Regions from separate parts of the Mus musculus genome. Here region 1 is linked to region 2. Evidence: chromatin contacts called from public HiChIP or PLAC-seq data. All regions are on one chromosome and are shown on one strand. The core of a region is the stretch at or near the end of the contact, and the rest is flanking DNA. Distances in the headings are between cores, read along the strand shown.

The links. HiChIP or PLAC-seq counts read pairs in DNA pulled down with a chosen protein or histone mark.
Region 1: an H3K27ac HiChIP or PLAC-seq map of CD8 T cells shows a contact between it and region 2, with 11 times the contacts expected there. The contact joins the promoter of 4930428O21Rik here to the enhancer-like site in region 2. A contact is called at or near these places in 1 of 15 datasets of contacts at CTCF or cohesin (CD8 T cells), 5 of 484 Hi-C or Micro-C datasets (CD4 T cells, memory CD8 T cells, natural killer cells and 1 more) and 6 of 115 datasets of contacts at active chromatin or transcription factors (CD8 T cells, the SCID.adh cell line, bone marrow-derived macrophages and 3 more).

The regions. Positions count from the first base shown.
Region 1 is chr5:107,701,089-107,704,824 of GRCm38.p6, reverse strand. It overlaps 4930428O21Rik (RIKEN cDNA 4930428O21 gene), which reads left to right and starts at 1,345. Exons shown (of 3, transcript NR_045871.1): 1 at 1,345-1,415; 2 at 2,252-2,576. RefSeq lists an enhancer at 435-3,736.
Region 2 is chr5:107,649,315-107,653,491 of GRCm38.p6, reverse strand. The region is part of intron 11 of Rpap2 (RNA polymerase II associated protein 2); the gene reads right to left. Among named protein-coding and RNA genes, the nearest start is that of A930041C12Rik, 18 kb to the right of the region's middle. Within about 2 kb of position 2,896, at least 39 of the 459 cell types and tissues checked have an H3K27ac peak or open chromatin away from gene starts, as enhancers often do. A contact at or near this core is called in CD8 T cells, the SCID.adh cell line, memory CD8 T cells and 2 more, where this site is marked.

The DNA of each region.
Region 1 (3,736 bases), core at 96-2,595, 53 kb before region 2:
TTGGCCATAGGCTTTTTTTTAATTGACAGGTGATGCTCTCATACATTACGTAGAGATTCTCTCTTCACCTTTATTTTCCTGATGATTTTCTTTTATTTACTTTTTTATAACTCAAGATCATGTCTGTCTTGTTTATTACTACATCTCCAGGGTCTTTATCAGTGCAGGTCAGAAAGTAAATACTTCATGAATAAATATTACCGGGGATGGCATGTAACTCTGGTACCATGTGTATGTAGCATGTATAAGGCCCTGGGTTTAGTCTCCACTACCTCTAAAATTTACCTTAAAAGTTCACCTTAAAAGTTCAGAGCAGTTGGAATTCTGGGCATGGGTATGTTAGGAATACATGCATACATTTCTCTACTTATTAATGGTTTTCTTTTGTGTGTAGTGTGTATACATATGCTATACATGTGCACAGATGTTTGTGTGTAGGCGCCTGTGCATGTAGACATCAGAGGTCTGTGTGGACATCTTCTGTTGTTGTCCACTGAACTTCCTGAGACAAGATCTTTCACAGTAAATCAGGAGCTCATTGGTGGCTAGGCTGGCTGTAAGCCTCCATCTCTCCCCCTACACTGGCAGATGCTAACATACCCACTGCACTTTGGAGATGTCTTCTCAGCTCCACTAATGTTTTTAATCTAATCTAAGCCTACACAGCAGACAGAGGGAAGTTTAGAAGAATGAAGAGGCCAAGAGCAGCCATACTTCATGGGCTAGCCTGGGCTTAGGGTCTCAGAAAGGTTAGAAAGGTTAAAACTAAGAGTTTGGCTGCAGTTCCCTCACATCCCAGTGTCTGTGCTGTGAGTTTGAGTCCTGTGTGTATCACATTGCCAGGGCAGGAATGGGCCAGATTGCACTGGAAGGAACAGCAGTTTACTGCAGAATCAAGCAGGAAGAGTGTGGCTGGCTTGTTCTGGTCTCATGATGTGCAGGAATTAACATTTTGTTGTTGTCCTTTGTTTTGATTTGGGTCTTACGTATCCCAGGCTGTCCTCTTTCTCTCACCCCAAGTCCCAGGATTACTGGGTGTGAAGTTCAAGGTTGTATCCTCTGTTACATGAGTTTGAGGCCAGCCTGGACTACTGTTGTGTTCCCGTACCTGCCACTAACTTTATATTATCAAATAAAAAGGAGTCGGATGGCCCAAAGCTCACTGTCCCTGAAACAAAAGGTGTGATAGATCTTTCCTTAGCTGATGTTTTCAGTTTCACTATGACGTTGTCTCTTCGAAACATCTGGTTTCCTCTACTCACCAATCCTACTCTAAAGATTAAACACAACTCAGAAGCTGAATCTGCAGTGAAAAAGAAAAAAAGAGAGATTACCACATCATACACAGCAAGAGCTTCACTGCTGCAAACCAAGTATGGCTCCCACTGTCACCCAGCACTTGGGAGGCTGAGGAGGTAGAGTTTTAGGAAACCTTGGGGAAATGAAAGGCTGGAAGGCTGAGTGCTGAGTAGGCAGGCAGTGGATGGGTCACCATCATTATGCTTGCTACTGGTATCTTTTTAAATTTGAGACAGGCTTTCGTGTAGTCCAGGCTGGCCTCAAACTCATGTAACAGAGGATACAACCTTGAACTTCACACCCAGTTTATATCGCCTCACTTTAGTAACTACTATCACGTAGTAAAAATTTATACCAAGTGACACAGCAGGGATTTGAGTCCTAACTCAAATTACTGGTCTCATTCTTTAAGGTGAGTGAGCACTGATATTCTCAGTTACATTGCGATAGATTTTAACACTGATCAACTTAGGAATAAATGTCACACATTTCAATAAATCTATTCTAGTATATTCTTCCTGTCAAACAGTTCAGAGGGATATTTCAGAAATCAGCTGCTCACTGCTGATGGAATCCCAGAACCATCTGTTTATCACCTAAATTATTCTTACCTGTGTGATGGAGGTAAGGTGCACAGGATTCTCTGTGTCCTTAAAGAAATACAACTGCCTCCAACACCTGGTCCAGCAGTGTGCTGCTGTCCAGAGACAAAAACTCTACTCTCTTTATTCACTGACTTTTCTCTCTGTGTTTGTATGTGTGTGTTTGCATGTGTATGGTTGATGATTTTTTCTCTGTGTTTGTACATGTAATATGTATGTGTGTGTTTGCATGTATGTGGTTGATATGCGTCTGTATGTGCATACATGTGAAGGCTAGAGGTTGATTTCATGTGTCTTTCTTAATCACTCTGACCTTATATAGTGAAACAGGGTCTCTCACTTGAACCTAGAGCCCACGGATTTGGCAAGTCTGGATAGCCAGCTTGTCCCTGGGATCCTCTGCTCCTCCCGCCTGAGATCTAGCACGGCAAGTGGACTGCCACATCTGCCTGTGGACCTCCACCACATCTGCCTGTGGACCACCACCACATCTGCCTGTGGACCACCACATCTGCCTGTGGACTACTACATCTTCCTATGGACCTCCACCACATCTGCCTGTGGACCACCACATCTGCCTGTGGACCACCACCACATCTGCCTGTGGACCACTACATCTGCCTATGGACCTCCACCACATCTGCCTGTGGACCACTACATCTGTCTGGATTTTATGTGAGTTCTGGGGATCCAAACTCTGGCTCTCGTACCTCAGCCCCTAATCCCTGATTCTTAAACCAGAAATGCAAATGTGTTTTCTTACTGACTGGGGAGTAGGATTATGCATCACACTCCTGACAGCAGTCTCTGTCAGAGAGTGATTTTTAAAATATTTTGTGTGTGTGTGTGTGTGTGTGTGTGTGTGTAGCTCCCTCCCTTTAATATCTGTTTCTAGACTTACATAGACATTTTTTTTTTAATTTTATTTTTCGTCTTTTGGAGACAAGGTCTCATGTAGCTTGGTCTGGCCTTGAATTTTCCACTGTAGCTGAATGATTTTGAATTACGGCTCCTCCTGTCTTTATCTCCCCGGTACTGGGATCACAGGTGTGCGTCACCGTGCCGAGCAGATGTGCTTTTGATTTCAGAGCCCTTGCTATATGTGAAAGAATAGGTGTCATGAAGCTATAGGCCGTGAGTATGCTAATAACATTGAGCAACCCTGGCATCTTGAGCTTAAAAACTGGAGTTTTATTAGGTCTGAAGAGCTGGATCAACAGCTGAGTGCTTCCTGCTATTCCAGGGCGTCTGAGTTATGTTCCCGGTACCATGTTGGGCAGCTCAAAGCTCAAGCCTGTAAGTCCAGCTCCAGGGGATCCGATGCCCTTGGTCTACTGAGTGCTGGCACTCAGGCACACAAACCCACACATAGATACATAATTAAAACCTAAAAACAAGACAACTAGAATTTTATCACTGCCCTTTCTTTCTTTCTTTCTTTCTTTCTTTCTTTCTTTCTTTCTTTCTTTCTTTATTTTTTTCTTTCTTTCTGTCTGTCTATCTGTCTGTACATGTCTGCCCTGACCTTGAAGCCTCATGATTTCTTTATTTGTATTATTGTTATTGTTATTACTACTACTTATTTGCTATGTCTGGAAAGACCTGAAATGTCTTGTAGCAACAACAGAGTAATCGGTTTTGTCTCTCACCCCGCGCTGGGGATGAAAAGCAGCGCCGACCTCCATGACAGCGCCCTCCTTCCCAAGCTCTCGCTTTTGTACAACTGAAATATCAGTACATTGTTACTTCTCTATTTAGAGATTATGTGGTTTCAGTTTTCATGGTGTCCTTGTGGGTTTTTCTGTTTTGCTTGTCCTAAAAATGCCTCTCTTATC
Region 2 (4,177 bases), core at 1,647-4,146:
ACAAAAGGCATACAAATGGAATGGTTGAAATCAAATTACACCTGTGTGTAGACAATGACTCCCGAGAAAGCCTGCAAAGACTACTAAGACAGAGCTGAAGCAGGAGGACGTAGGCACATGGAAGTCAGTGGCTATGGAGGGTGTGGTGGTGCATACCTTCTTCAGAGAACTACAAATAAAGTTGTAAGTGGTTGATAGGCAGAAGGGAGTGTAGATGGAGGAACCTTAATATTTTCCTTTGAAAATATTTCTTCCCCATCCTAGTGTCTAAGAGAAATGTTAAGTGACTACAGACCTATAACATGGACCTTTGATGACAATTAGCTTACTTCTTGTGGGGGGTGGTGGTGGTGGTGGTGGGGTGTTGTTTCAGCAGTACAGCAAAGGGAGGGGACAAGTGTCTCTAGAACACCTTTGTTCCTGCCGGGACTGCCTCATGGGAAGTGAAGATTCTGTCAAGAGGAATCAGAGCTAAGTGTCTGTAATTTTTAACTTACTTCCTGTCCTAAAACCAGCCAACAGAGCAACCAACTGGCTCCAAAAAGAATAATAACCATGAACCAACTATGTTACTCAGGCTAGACCCAAACTCCCAGGCTTAAGTGATTCTCTTGCATCTGTTTCTGGGATTAAAGGCATGCACCACTATGCCCAGCTCTTAGACTCTGTTTTAATGTAGTGATTTTGTCTTTTTTTTTCCCCACAAGATACCTTTTTGACTCCTGGGATAGACACATGGCATTTCCATGTGTGGCATACTGTAAGGGTAAACAAATCTTATACTTTATAAACACCATTCCTCATATATAACTGAATCTCTTTAAGAGTTTTCCTTTTCTTGTTTCTTTATCCTTCTTTTCCTCTCCTCCACCCCATCTCATTCTTTTTTGATTTTCAAGACATGGTTTCTCTGTGTAGCCCTGGCTGTCCCAGAACTCACTCTGTAGACCTAGCTGGCCTTGAACTCAGAGATCTACCTGCCTTTGCAGTGATTCCTGTTGTATGCCACCATGGCCTGGCTTTACCTTCCTTTCATGGTCATCCATCTGGTGCCATGGATCTACTCCTATTTCAACCCCTGCTTCGTTTGTGCTGCCATTGAGCTTCTGGACACAGTGAAACAGAGCGCCTCAGAATACAGAGACTGTCTAAAGTCACTACTTCAAAACTACAACAAACCCAAAGACTGAACTAGGGAATGAACAAAGAGGAAGCACTTCTAAGTTATCTGTGAAGTACACCTGCAGGATCTTATCAAGTGCTTACCCCACTTTTGTTAAACCGACTTTCTAGGCCCATGTATATATTTTCTCTCCTTTTTGACATAGGCTACGTTGCCCAGACTAATTCTGATTCCAGGACTCAAGTGATCTTTCTGCCTCAGCTTCCCAAGAATACAGGTATGTGCTCTACCCTCAGTTTAAATTATCCTGTTCAATCTTTTTCATTAAAAATAACCCATCATGGTCTGCAACCCTATAGGTAGAACAACAATATGAACTAACCAGTACCCCCAAAGCTTGTGTCTCTAGCTGCATATGTATCAGAAGATGGCCTAGTCGGCCATCATTGGGAAGAGGCCCCTTGGTCTTGCAAACTTTATATGCCCCAGTACAGGGGAACGCCCAGGGCCAAGAAGTGGGAGTGAGTGGGTAGGGGAGTGGTGGGGGGGAAGGGTATGGGGGACTTTTGGGATAGCATTTGAAATGTAAATGAAGAAAATACCTAATAAAAAATTAAAAAAAAAACCCATCACGCATTGAAAGAACTGAAGTAACTATTTTAACCTTCAAACTTCTAATAGTGGATACCAAAGAAAACAATGAACTGAAAAACTTCTTAAGATATAGCAACACATCAGAGTTGATATTTGACAATGTGTTTTCTATCTTTAAAGTCACTGGTAGAGAATGTGGATAGCAGTGAATGTTTTAAAAGTTAATACATAAAGTCTGTGAGGGCAGAGGGGACAGTAGCAGGACTGCAGGTGACACTTCGAAGAAAACAGGTACTGCAAACTCATTAACCTATAAAATCAAAAGCAGGAAGAGACTTCTCAGGGAGACTCCAGGGAAAACACAGGGACATCTGAAGCTGGTTCTTTACTGTGTGGCAAACAACAAAGCAAAGCCAAGTGTCAGACAGCATCCCCCTGACACGCCCTTTAGCCCACTGCTCCACATATGTTACACATCAAACGGAGAGAACACGTCAGGTTAGGACAGGCCATTTGTTGTTCTAACACCTGCTTAACAGGAACTATGTGCAGTGCTAGGAAGAGCTTCAAAGTATGGGCATGACTACTGAGGGATCTTTGATAGAACATTAGAGTCAAGGACTCGGAGCTGTGAAAATGGCTCACTGAGACTCAGAAGACCCAGCGGTCTGGGTTTGCATCCTGTCCCCAGACAGAGAGCCACATAAAGAGTCCAAGTTTTGGTTTATTGAACAATTAGAATTAAATAGCAGATTCAATGCTGTGTTATCCATCTGTACGGCAGTGAAAGTCAGTAGCAGGCTAGGATTTTCAGTGCTCTCCTCCTTTCCGATTCCTACCGCGGCAGTCATGGCACCACATTAAAGCACCAGGGCCTCCACTTGGAAACTCCTAGAACACTGTAGATCACGGTGGTCTGAATGATCACTTCTTAAACATCTAGGGCACCTGCATCAGTGATATCCCAGAACTCCACCCTCAACACTGAAGCAGGAGCACTGTCTCCTAGGGAGTTTTCTGAGAGCAGGTGGGCTGTTGCAAATGGTACTGGACAACCATCTCCCTCACGTACAAGTGATCTAAGTGAAGAAAGAGCTGTGACAAGGTCTGTGAGAGTAAATGTCACCAGAAAGCACAGTATGGTTATGGGTGGAGGAAGGACAGGAAACAAAAAGCCACACTTTAACCTATCAGATTTGAGAAATTACTGGGTTCATACAGAGTTCTGCTGCAGGGTGGGAATCCACTCTGTTGCTCACCAGGCACAAAGGCCATGAAGATACAGTGACTATATCCCTTGCCCCTCCTATCTTCTCTTAGAGCTAGGAAGGAGGGGGTATGAGGGAATTTTCTGCCTAAAATAAAGACAGACTATGTTTATATATTCTGTGCTTATCATGCCAGCAATGTAAATAGATACATGAAGCCTGAAGTGGAGGCTCACATCTGTGATCCCAGCATTTTTGAGGCTGGGGTATGAGGACTACCACAAGTTCTAAGCTAGCCTGGGTTCAGGATAAGACCCTATTTTTAAGTCCTAAATAACAAGTACAATACCTGACAGTCTATGGGAACAGACTCAAATGAAAGCAAAGAAAGTCTTAGGTTTCATAGGTTTACCTACATTTAAAATGAGATAGGGTCTCACTACAAAGCTCAGTCTCCTGCCTTGGCCTCGTGAATGCTGGGTTACAGGCATGATGCTTGGCTGAAGTGCTTCACTAAGAATGGTGCTGGTAAAAATCTAAAGCAAGTTTAACTGTGGCACTCTAAAGAAGTTAGAGTTCTCAAATGTGACTCAGCACCAGACTATCTTGTTCTAAAAACTGAGCCAGGATCTACCCTTCTCTCCAGAACTAAATGACAGAGGACTAACCGGAATATCTGTCCTTATCACCCTATACTCACACTCAAAGAAACAAAACACTGGCTCCCTGTGACCCAGAACACAGAAGCTCAAGATGCCATGTCTTCAGAAAGCCGAGGGCTCACAGAAACCCCAGATGTTATGCAAAACATCTTCCTCAGAAATGAAAAAGAAATCAGGTATATGTTTTTCAGAAGGAATCCTGCCTGTATATTTAGGGCTCTTCAGAATATAAATAGTTGGAATTTCAAATTTTAGGTTTCATATTTAACATAAACTTACTTTTTTTTTCTTTTCTTTTTCCTTCTTGAGACAGGGTCAGTCTCTATGTAGCCCAGGCTGGTCTGGAACTCAGAGATCTGCCTGCCTCTGCCTCCTGAGTACTGGGGTTACAAGTGTGCCACTGGCCTGCACCTTCAACTCCCTTTACTGTGTTGCTTCTTGAACAGAGACAGAAAGTCTAATGCTAACAGGGAGGGAGCCCACAAACATTTGTCTAGCCTGTGGATCAGACTTCCTCCCCACAAGAAAACAACAATCAGCTGGGCTAAAAGTCCAGAAAGTCACCATGCTGCAGAGCCTCCTCCTTTCTA